2 separate regions of the Drosophila melanogaster genome follow, and region 1 is linked to region 2. Evidence: chromatin contacts called from public HiChIP or PLAC-seq data. All regions are on one chromosome and are shown on one strand. Each heading gives the region's core, a stretch centred on a gene start, on an enhancer-like site or on the middle of the called end of the contact. The rest is flanking DNA. Distances are from core to core; before and after follow the strand shown. Region 1 holds the start of Ntf-2 (Nuclear transport factor-2). Region 2 holds the start of Rab10.

Region 1 (5,155 bases), core at 2,046-4,545, 780 kb before region 2:
TGGGGGATCGTCATCGCACTGCAAAGGAATGAAATCATAAATACGTTAGCAGATGCCAGGCAAACCAGTCACATTTAAAGTCAATAACACAAGCGTGCGAAAAACCAATTTCAACGTATTGAGTTAGATATGAATGGAGTACACACAGTTTGAAGCCAGGGTCAGAGGGAAAGGGTGTACAACTGGCAGCCGATTGATCGTGTAAGGTGCGTGTTTACTGTACAGGGCTCGCTCGATAAATTGAACATAACTCCAAAACATTTTCACGAGCAGAATAAACTTTATACCAAATGTGCGAGCAAAATTATTATTCACTGATATAAGAACTTCTCAAAACTTTCCTCAGTTCCATTCAAAATTGAACAACATTTGAAAGTTTTTTTTTTAAGGCATATTAGGGTGCGCTTAACAATTTGGGATATTTACAGTTCTCTTCTTCGAGCTATTGAACAAAACAATATGCAAGTTAAGACTAGTCAATTGGTATTTGGTTTTGTAACAAATGAAAAACAGAATTTTTATAAGTGCAATATCAATTGAAAGCATCTAAAAATATAATATAAATATAAACCGTTTAGTTAAAAATGTAAAGCAATAGAGGTTACAGAAATTGTTTGTGTTACATTAAAATTGCATTATTAGGAGGTTCCAGGTCCCCAGCGACCAACCGAAAGAAAGAGCAAATCCAACTCAAAATCAACGAAAACCATGCACGAAATGAAATGCGCAACATTTTGATTTGATTAATTTTCGTTGGACATTCACGTACTGTGAGAATAATTAGAAGAAATTGGACGACGACGAGACGCCAAGGATAAATATTTTTGTATATGTGGGCGGAGTGGGCATGGCTGGGCGGCATAAGGTCGACAAGCAGCAGAACTATCTTATCGCTTAGATATGGATTTCTTTCGTTTTTTAACTGGCTCTCGTCTCGTGTCTGCTGGCTGATCGTTTGGCTGCTGATCTCGATCTCGATTTACACACATATAGCCGGGCGCTGGAGTCTGTGGACTGGGCGTGGCAGGTCGGGCTCGCTGGTGCTACACATCGTGCAGCGAGAGTCGGAATATATCGTGCTGCACAAAGAAACTGCCGCCCACCGGCTTCAATACGAAGGTCTGAATATAGGCATGCGGCTGATCCTCGTCGGTCTGCATTGGTTTGTTTTGGCATTTGTGTTTCGTTTTGTAATAACCAGAATTGAGATATTCGATTCAGATTCAGGTGACTTATATGGAATAATAGATGCAGCGGCGGTCGGCAAATAGCACTGCCCTTACGACTTTACGGAAGAATGATGAATGATTTCATATCTTAAGTGATGGGCGATTGAAATTTGCTTCTACGTCTCTACATATATCCACTTTGAACAATAAGGTATCGTAAAATACATTGAGGCAGTTACTCTTTTTAAAATTCATTTCATTTATCTACCTACTATAACTGCATCAATAAGTCAATGGATATTATATTCAAAACAAGAGAGAATGCTATGGTCGACTTTTCCGACTGGAAGTGAGAACGCGAAATTTCATATTGAACAATATGAGTGGGCGTGGCAACATGGATCAACAAACTTGCGCTGCGTCGGTGTCTCTAGGATCGGTCTGCTTAATATCAACCTTCTAGCTTTTATAGTTCCTGAGATCTCGACGTTCATATGGAGAGGGCCAGATCGACTCGGCTATTGATCCTGATCAAGAATATATATACTACATTTTGTCGAAAACGATTGCTTCTACATGTTACATACTTTTTAACGAATATAGTATACTCTTTAACTGCACTAGTAACGGGTATAATGTATCTTAGAATGAAGAACACTTAATGGAATAAAGTGGCAGGCTTAATAAAGCCCATACATGATAACAAATAAATGGGAAACAGTGCAAAATAAATAATGTTCTTATGTGAAAGCCAAAACAAAACGTTCTATTTGTTACAAAAACGATTGTCAAGCATTTACGTGTTGAAAAGACCAAAAATAAAATTCAAAACTTGAAAAGAAAATCGATTGAATTGGTCGGCAGTGCTAATATTCTAACCGCCGCCGCAGGCAGTCATTGAATTTCCCCCCGACAGCGAGTTTAGGACAGTTTTCTTGTTGAGAATTCTGGTTTTACCTGTAGTCTTCCAAGGACGTTGATCAGAACTCCGCCATCGAAAGTTGGCTGCGAGTCCACTGTGGTTATCACTCTGGTAATCTTCTGAAAGCTCAGACTCTGCAGGAATAGGAAGGGTATGCAAAATATTATACATATGCCCATGACTGTATATAATCAGGACTTACCTGAACTTTTTCCAGAATCTTGGGTGCCCCCTGTATTTGGTGGCCTTCAAAGGTCATGAATGAGTCGGTAGCCTGGAAGTATAAAATATATAATGATATAAGTGTTATGATGATGTTTTACTTAGTAATGATATTTCGTATTATTAAGAACAAAATTGGTTATAAAACTGTTAATATTTAAATTAAAAACATATCAAACAGATAGTTTTATTTTCAATACTTTATCATTATAGACTTTTTTATTCTTTCATTTACTCTTTTATGTGACAAAAAAACTGAATTGATTGAAACTAATGAAACACAATTATGCCATATTTTTCAAGATATTAATACAATTTTTTCACGAATTTATATCGTATATTGGGCCCTATTGTGCTAACCGCAGTTGTATGTTGGCCATATATTTCGTATGTGTGTATTTATTTATGCGAGCATGGGCGTAATGTGTCACCCGAAACTTCGAGAATCGAACGCTGCCCCCGCCCCTATCAACATTCATCCTATTCCCACGATATCACGGATACGCCGACCGTATATCTCCAGCTGCTCTTTTTCGCGCTCTTTTTCGCATTGCAACAGTTTCTTTATTCATTTTCTGCTGAAAGGAGGCGGAATTTTTCAAGGGCGCGCCGCGCGTCACCTGTGCGTGTGATGGGGATGGCAAGCGAAAAATGTGCAGGCGAAAGCGGAGACGGGAATAAAGGAGAGATGAAAGGCGACGAGCAGAAGCGGGAAGCAACAACACTTACGCTATAGAAATTAACCACGTTCGCCCGATTCGCCGGGTCATCGAATATCGCATAGTACTGCTGCACAAATCCCTTGCCAATGTCCTCGTACTGCGGATTCAGCGACATTTCACTTGAAGGATAGGCGGAACGCTCAGAGATTATGGGAAATCCGATCCGATCGCGGCGACACGAATAATTAAAAAAAAAACCAAATGAAATCAACCGACTGCGCTCAGATCACCACTCTTTGTTAGGGGTGGAACAACGTCGATTTTGTCAGACACTATCGCTGACTGCTATTTCGCAACTATCGATTACGATACCCAGGGCTACAGCCCGATGTCCTAATAACGAAATCGGAATTGGAATTTGAAATATGATTCGATGATGATAGGGTCACATAAATGTAAGAACAAATTATTGCATTTCTGTCAGGCGTAATACTTGGTCATTTGGAAAACAATTATTTGTGTTTCATATATTATTTTTTTTCCTCGCTCGGGACGACTTTTCTTTGATTTGTTGTTTAATTGCAGGTCATACTTAAGCTAACGCAACTTACAATCCATTGTAAGGTATCTAAAGTTGATTTTTAGATCCGTTTATTCATAATGTGGAATCGCTTGTATTTTCACAATTTTCAGACGGGAGGGATAAACCAGATATTGAAAGGATGATGTTTTCTTCACATTCGGAAAAGCATATATCCACCCCAATTTATTACTAAAATTAAATATTCATTGCCATTTGAAATGATATTAATATAATATTAATAATAATTTTATTTTCGATATACAAGTTTATAGAATTTATTAAAGCTAGTAAGCTGGATTGGTAACGATATCGATAAGAGTGACCGATCTGGTCACACCGGCAGTGCGTATGCATCGCAGCAGGAAAATTTGCGTTTGGCGCGCACAATTCGTGGCAATGCTCACCACATTTACGGACATCGCGCGCCTGCGCAGGAGTTGCCTCCATCACAACACACACCTATGTTTGGTTCGCAGGATTAGGTTTTTTTTAAATTCGTTTATTTGACATATTACATTTAGCTAAGAACAAAAATAAAAAACAGAAAAACAGTTGGATGGCATATTCAGTATGTGTCGCACGTTTCAAGGCACCTTTGAGCAGCATTATTACCGTCTTGCTGGTCGAGTCGGCAACGCCAACTTCAGCTCCTTGGAGTGCAGGGCGTTGGACATCACCGTGCGATCTTTGGTTTGACACCGTCTTTGCCCTTACTCGGTTCTTCATAGCTAAAGAGGCCATTAGGGATGGTCTGTTGGCTAGCATCAGTTCTTGCGGTGCATTTGGCATGCGAATTCTCCTCCTCCGGCAGCCTCACGCGCAGCTTTAGTTGGAGATCCTTCAATCTGGCAAATGTGTTCTTCATTGCCAGATTAATGCTCCTCACCCCGTTGTATAATATATCTCCCATCTCCTCGATTTCTAGAAAAGGGGGCCTTGCTGGTTGGGCTCTGTTTGGGGGGGAGGTCACTTATAATGGCCCCTTGGGGGTGCCATCGTTTGGCTTATAGGGTGGGGTCCTTAGAACCTTGGACTGCAAGGTGTGCGGCCCTATACCATTCGCCAGGTGATGGTTACGGTGCTGGCCGATGAGGCTCAGACACAAACCATTCCGCCGGCCACCTTGGCTCAGACGCAAAATGGGTTTTTATTATGCTGCTGCCCGGCTGGTCAAGAGAGCAAGCGCAGCGTCATGGACTTAAGGGTTGGGTGTGAAGGGTGAAGTTCCGACGGGGGACTCATAAGCGGAGGGGTTGGCTATTGGTCTGCTCCGTGATTTTTACACTATTACTGTGTGTTAGAGACAGTCACTCCTGTCTCTATTTAGCTGCCGCGACACGGAAAATTTTCGGGTTTTCCAGGAGCGTTAACTCGATTCGCCCGGCTACTCGCGCGCGTCCCCAGTGCTCTGATTACACAGGATTAGGTTTTTTTTTTTTTAATTCGTCTATTGAACATTTAAGATTAAGATTAACAGATTAACAATGTAAAAGTAAGGAGGGCAAATCCAGGACCCCCCGCGGTATGGCCGTGAAGCATTGCTTCGCGAGGACGATCAGGATTTGCAATGCAAAACAAGATTTTTTCGCATGGTGCC
Region 2 (5,501 bases), core at 2,859-5,358:
CCGCGATCCCGGCCTGGTGGGACTGCTGGCCTCGGACGCAGTGCCGCACGGTAGGACCGTGTACTTCGGCATCATCTCGGACGGAGTGCACACTCATCCGGCGGCACTGAGGATCGCCTACCGCACGCATCCGCAGGGCCTGATCCTGGTGACGGACGCCATATCGGCGCTGGGCCTCGAGGAGGGTGTCCACCACATCGGACAGCTGCCGCTGCAGGTTAAGCAGGGCAAGGCGTTCATCGCAGGCACAGAGACGCTGTGCGGCAGCATCGCCCCGATGGACGAGTGCGTGCGGATCTTCCAGAAGGCGACCGGTGAGTGCGAGATCCCCGCTAGAATTCGCATTAATTACTCCGTTTTGCAGACTGCTCCGTGGTCTATGCCATCGAGGCGGCCACCTTGCATCCAGCACAGTGCCTGAAGATCGAAAAGCAGAAGGGCACCCTGGACTTTGGCTCGGACGCGGACTTCGTTCTCCTGGACGACCAGCTCCGGGTGCTATCCACCTGGATCGCTGGCGTATGTGTTCATAGGACTGTCAAGTAGCGCATCGAATGTGCAACTGTTGCAATTGTTTTTATTTACCTGATGCAGGATGCAGGATTCTACACCGAAGATTCTCCAAATAAATTGTTAAACTTATACATTCCAATTGAAGGAGCTTGAGATTCTTGTGAGTGCAGCCAAGGATGTTCAAATGAATTGTTTAACGATGATTGTTTGCCATTTGAAATAAGGAATCACTCACTGGTTTATATGACATGGTTTAGGTTGTTCTTTATATTTTAATCGGTAAATCATTTGGTGTGGACAACTAAACTAAATCCATATACAGTTACAAATAATAGGTTTACACGACAAAAAAAAAAGAGTAGAATAAAATTACAAGGAGACGGGAGGCGAGCGCTAGGTGGTGCGTTCGGTTTGGGGCGCTCCTCCCTTGCGGATGCGAATGCAAATGCGAATGCTACATTGATGGCGTGCACCGTCCTTACATACAAGCATGGAGATATATACGCGCGCACACCCAAGCCCCCTTAAGTGTACACAGATACATACATATATATTATATATAAATTGGGTGTGCGGGCGCGAATGCACATAAAAACGATGCGATATACGGTGTGTAATTTCATATATGTATATATATATATAAATATATATTTATATCTAAATATCTATATATATATATATATATATATATATATATATATATATATATATATATATATATATATGCACAGGCAATAATCAAAAACGATTTCGGAACACCTCGATCTCGAAACTCCCTATGGAACTGCAACTCTGGCCGAGGATCTGGCTTGAAAGCTTGAGTGGCCAGGACGCAGAGCAGGGCGTACATCACCACCCGCCCCATCGAACTCCTCGCTGGCTTGGCTTGGCGTCGACATAGAAAGCGAAAGCAAGCTAAGTAGGTATAGGCTATATACTACTATCCGATGTATAATATGTATAGGTGTTATTTATATCTAGGCTGAAACGCAAAACAAAAACGAAACACTAAGTGGGGCGGCTGGGGAGTGCGAGTGGTGGCGAACGAGCGAGCGAGCGAGCGATCGAATGACTGAGTACAGGAATCGTAAGACTATATGTGTATCAAAAGTACGTTACAAAAGTTGCTTATGTCTGCGTCAGCGACATCAGCGCTATCATTATCGTTTCTTGTGGCTGGACAGTGGCTGGAGCTGATCCTCGTTATCCGATCCACGTTAGTCAACCGATCGAGTGCGGCATGGATATGCAGATCCTTGCGTCCACGTTGTGTGGGCGTTAACTAACGTGGCCCATGCCCGACCACCATCCATCGTTCGGAGTTTTGTAAAGTTGCTTCCAAATGTTCGTATTACAATATCTGTTGCTTGTTGTTAAACTTTAGGTAGGTTGTTTCTGTTGCTTGTTCCATTTTGCGTATCCTCGTAATAAGTAAGTTTCCTACGTGCGAATGACCCCGGCTCTATTGCTTTGTTTTTTGCTTCGTCCGTGCGGAGCGGTTTCAGAAACCGGTCCCCACTGCTTTCGGTTCGATTCGATTCGTTTCGTTCCATTCCAATTCAATCTAGTCCAGTTTAATCCAATCCAATCCGTACTTCGCCGCCTTCCCCACGCACAGCTGAGCACAAACCGGGCCAAACCACGCCCCGTTCGCCTAGAACGCCGCTTTTTACGCGCAGCACTTGCTGTAGCCCGGCGCCTTCTCCTGGTTCCGGCGATCGATAATCACGCGCTCCTGATTCTCCGCCGACTCGCGTCCTGATGTCTTGTCCAGAATGGCCTCGGCCAGCTCGCAGAAGGCCCGCTCGATGTTTATGTTCGACTTGGCGGATGTTTCCATAAACCGAATGCCATGTTCACGGGCAATCTAAAAAACGTGGGCAGAGATGGGGAAGGGGAGCAAGTTATTGGCTTTGTAAACAAATTGATCAAACAGACGTGGGGCGTGTGCGATCATTGAGTAACAATCATAATAAATAACCAGAATAGTTCTAACATAAATTGTATGCCTCCGGAAATTTTCCCTTGCATTCATTACCACGGACATACTATAGCACCTAAATAGTTTCGTCTTGATTGTCAGAGAACGAATATATTCGCTGTGTTCAATTTGCAAACTTATCTTAAAAAATCAAAACAATAGGAAACTATTAAGGGGCATGGAATTCGCTTGTAAAAAACAGTTGGCTTTGAAAGCTAAACACACTAATATATGATCGATTTCCGAACTCAACTCCTATGGCAGAAGAGCTTAACGATCTAACTACGACTATATTTCCTAATCTCTGACAGTGATTGCTGTTGTGGGGGCACTCTGTGGATGAGGGATGCTCACCGCTTCGCCGCGCTCCTTGTTGACCACCCTCTTGTCCGTCATATCGCACTTGTTGCCGAGGATCATCTTCTCCACATCCTCGTTGGCGTGCTAAAACAAAAAAAAAAGAAGAAGATTTCAGACTTTAGAAAAGGCCATTACTCGCAGGGGAAACACCTACCTCGTCTATATTCCGTAACCATTTGACTATGTTCTCGAAACTCTTCTCGTTCGTTATGTCATAGACCAGCATTATGCCCATGGCGCCTCGATAGTACGAGGTGGTTATCGTGTGGAACCGCTCCTGGCCGGCGGTGTCCCATATTTGCAGCTTGATCTTCTTGCCGCGCAGCTCGACTGTTTTGATTTTGAAATCGATGCCTGAGAAAAACGGTTGAACGAGAAAGCAAATGTAGTGCGGAAAAACCAACGCAATTTGAGCCGAATGACGTCACGGCGGTGTTATCGATTACATTGGAATTGAATAAAATAAAGCAGTTCGACATTGATATCACGATGATTCATTACATTAGACGTATATGAAGCATTCATTCCAACCAAATGATCACACGTCTGTGTTACGTGTTGCGAACATGCAGTAGTTTAGTACGAAAAGTTCAAGTTCAGGGAGTTACATAGCCACATAGATGGCATATTTTGCTCACTTCTCCTCCGCTTTCCACTCCGCAGGCGATCGAAACAAGCAGTGCATAGGCCAGTCGATAAGGCAGTGCCACGCCCAGTCACACACCCACACACACGTATATATATCCTGGCTGTGCAGCTGACATGTGCGCGTGTGTGTGTGTGTGCGGTGCGGGTGGACAGATGCAAGTATGTGCGTACGGTCCCGTTACTCACCTATGGTCGATATGAACGTGGACGTGAATGCATCATCCGAGAACCGGAACAATATGCACGTCTTGCCCACTCCTGAATCACCGATCAGCAACAGTTTAAAGAGCAAATCGTAGGTTTTCTTTGCCATTTCCAAAACGCAACGGAACGCTCGCAGAACAAAGCACAAACACACGCGACACTCACACGCACGCAAACACACACACACACAAACGCACGGGCGCAGGTGACAAGAGATATTATTATTATTGAAGCGCCTGCCCTTTTTCGCTCTTTCTCTCGGTTATGGCCGCCTAAGCAATGATCCTGTATCTCGAGCTAGCTCTTTTTTCTCCGCGTGTCTTAAATGCGCCGAATTAATTAATATTTTCGCTTGAAATTGTTGCTATTAGAACTAGAGCTGGAACATGAATCGATATCTGTTCGATACCATCCATGCTCTCACCAGTGTGGCAACTTCGATGGTTTAATACAACTATCGACTGCTATGGAGTCACAGTTTTGAAATCACAGCTTAAAATCTAAAGAAAGATTTGAGTTTACTCTTGATAATACCTTAAATGCTTAAGTATTTTTGCTAGAAAGCTCATAACATGACTTTTAATTATTACGCCATTTGGCAGACCTCTGCTATCGGTACGACAGCCAATCGATAGGTAAGCACGCATTCAATTATCGGTATCGTAAAATAATAACAATTTCGCAAAATCCCAAACCGATTCGCAAAAAGGTGGATTATTCACACAAATCAGAGCGAACAACGTTTGGATTACAGTGATCCCAATCCCAGCCAATCCACCGCAGGCAATGGACATCGACTGGCAAAACGGCCTCACCGAGCTGAAGGATCGGGGCCAGTACCTGCTCCACTCGGAGAAGTGGGCCGACTGCCGCTTTCTGGTGGGTTCTTCGCCCACCCAGCGGCTCATTGCCGGCCACAAGCTGCTACTGGCCATGGCTTCGCCGGTGTTCGAGCGAATGTTCTATGGCAACCTGCCCGATAAGACGGACCCCATCGTCATTCCGGACGTGCAGCCGGAGGCGTTCGAGGCGATGCTGGAGTACATCTACACGGACCGCATCACCATTGGGTCCTTCGACAAGGCCTGCGAGCTGTGCTACGTGGCCAAGAAGTACATGCTGCCCCACGTGGTCACGCGCTGCACCCATTTCCTTTGGGCTGATCTTAGTCCGAAAAACGCGTGCCGGGCGTACGAGTTTGCCAAGCTGTTCGATGAGCCGCGCCTCATGCAAAGCAGCATGGATCTGATCGCGGCCAACACGCGCGAGGTTCTGTCCGATCCCAGCTTCCTGGACATCGAGGTCTCCACCCTGATGGCCATTCTTGACCAGAATCGCCTGAACATCGACTCCGAGCTGGATTTGTTCAACTGCCTGCTGAAGTTTGCCAGTGAGCGGGGCATCCTGAACGAGTCCGGCCAGGAAGAGACTGCTAGCGGAGGTCAGGTGCTGACCAAGGAATCGCCCGACAATGCTGCCGGCCATGTGCTGGTCGAAGAGATCAAGATGGAGCCCGATGTGGCGGCCATGGTGCAGCACATGCACCAGGACGACGAGGCTGACAGCTTCGAAACGGACGCTGGGATGGCTTCCACTTCCTCTGCGGCTGCCGCGGCTGCAGCTGCGCCCACGGCTGCCTCCCCGCCGCTGGACGTGGCTTCCGGCTCCGACGACCTGGTAATCATCGATAGCGACGCTTCGGCCGATGCCGCCGCCAACATGATTAACATCATGGACGCCCAGCGCACCATTCTCGATGGCGCCATGCTCAGGCAGGCGGTCAAAAAGATTCGCT

The links. HiChIP or PLAC-seq counts read pairs in DNA pulled down with a chosen protein or histone mark.
Region 1: an H3K27ac HiChIP or PLAC-seq map of the Kc167 cell line shows a contact between it and region 2, with 3 times the contacts expected there. The contact joins the promoter of Ntf-2 here to the promoter of Rab10 in region 2. A contact is called at or near these places in 5 of 107 Hi-C or Micro-C datasets (the D17-c3 cell line, cellular blastoderm embryo, eye imaginal disc and 2 more) and 1 of 6 datasets of contacts at active chromatin or transcription factors (the Kc167 cell line).

Annotation. Positions count from the first base shown.
Region 1 is chrX:21,033,609-21,038,763 of dm6, reverse strand. It overlaps Ntf-2 (Nuclear transport factor-2), which reads right to left and starts at 3,295. Exons shown (of 5, transcript NM_001272821.1): 1 at 3,043-3,295; 2 at 2,294-2,365; 3 at 2,127-2,225; 4 at 1-18. The coding sequence starts at 3,150.
Region 2 is chrX:20,249,945-20,255,445 of dm6, reverse strand. It overlaps Rab10, which reads right to left and starts at 4,108. Exons shown (of 4, transcript NM_078695.4): 1 at 3,689-4,108; 2 at 3,009-3,208; 3 at 2,849-2,938; 4 at 755-2,380. The coding sequence starts at 3,815. The coding sequence ends at 2,183. CG17068 reads left to right here and starts at 4,353. Exons shown (of 1, transcript NM_134535.3): 1 at 4,353-5,501. The coding sequence starts at 4,493. It overlaps CG17065, which reads left to right. Exons shown (of 4, transcript NM_001298559.1): 3 at 1-314; 4 at 365-754. The coding sequence ends at 546.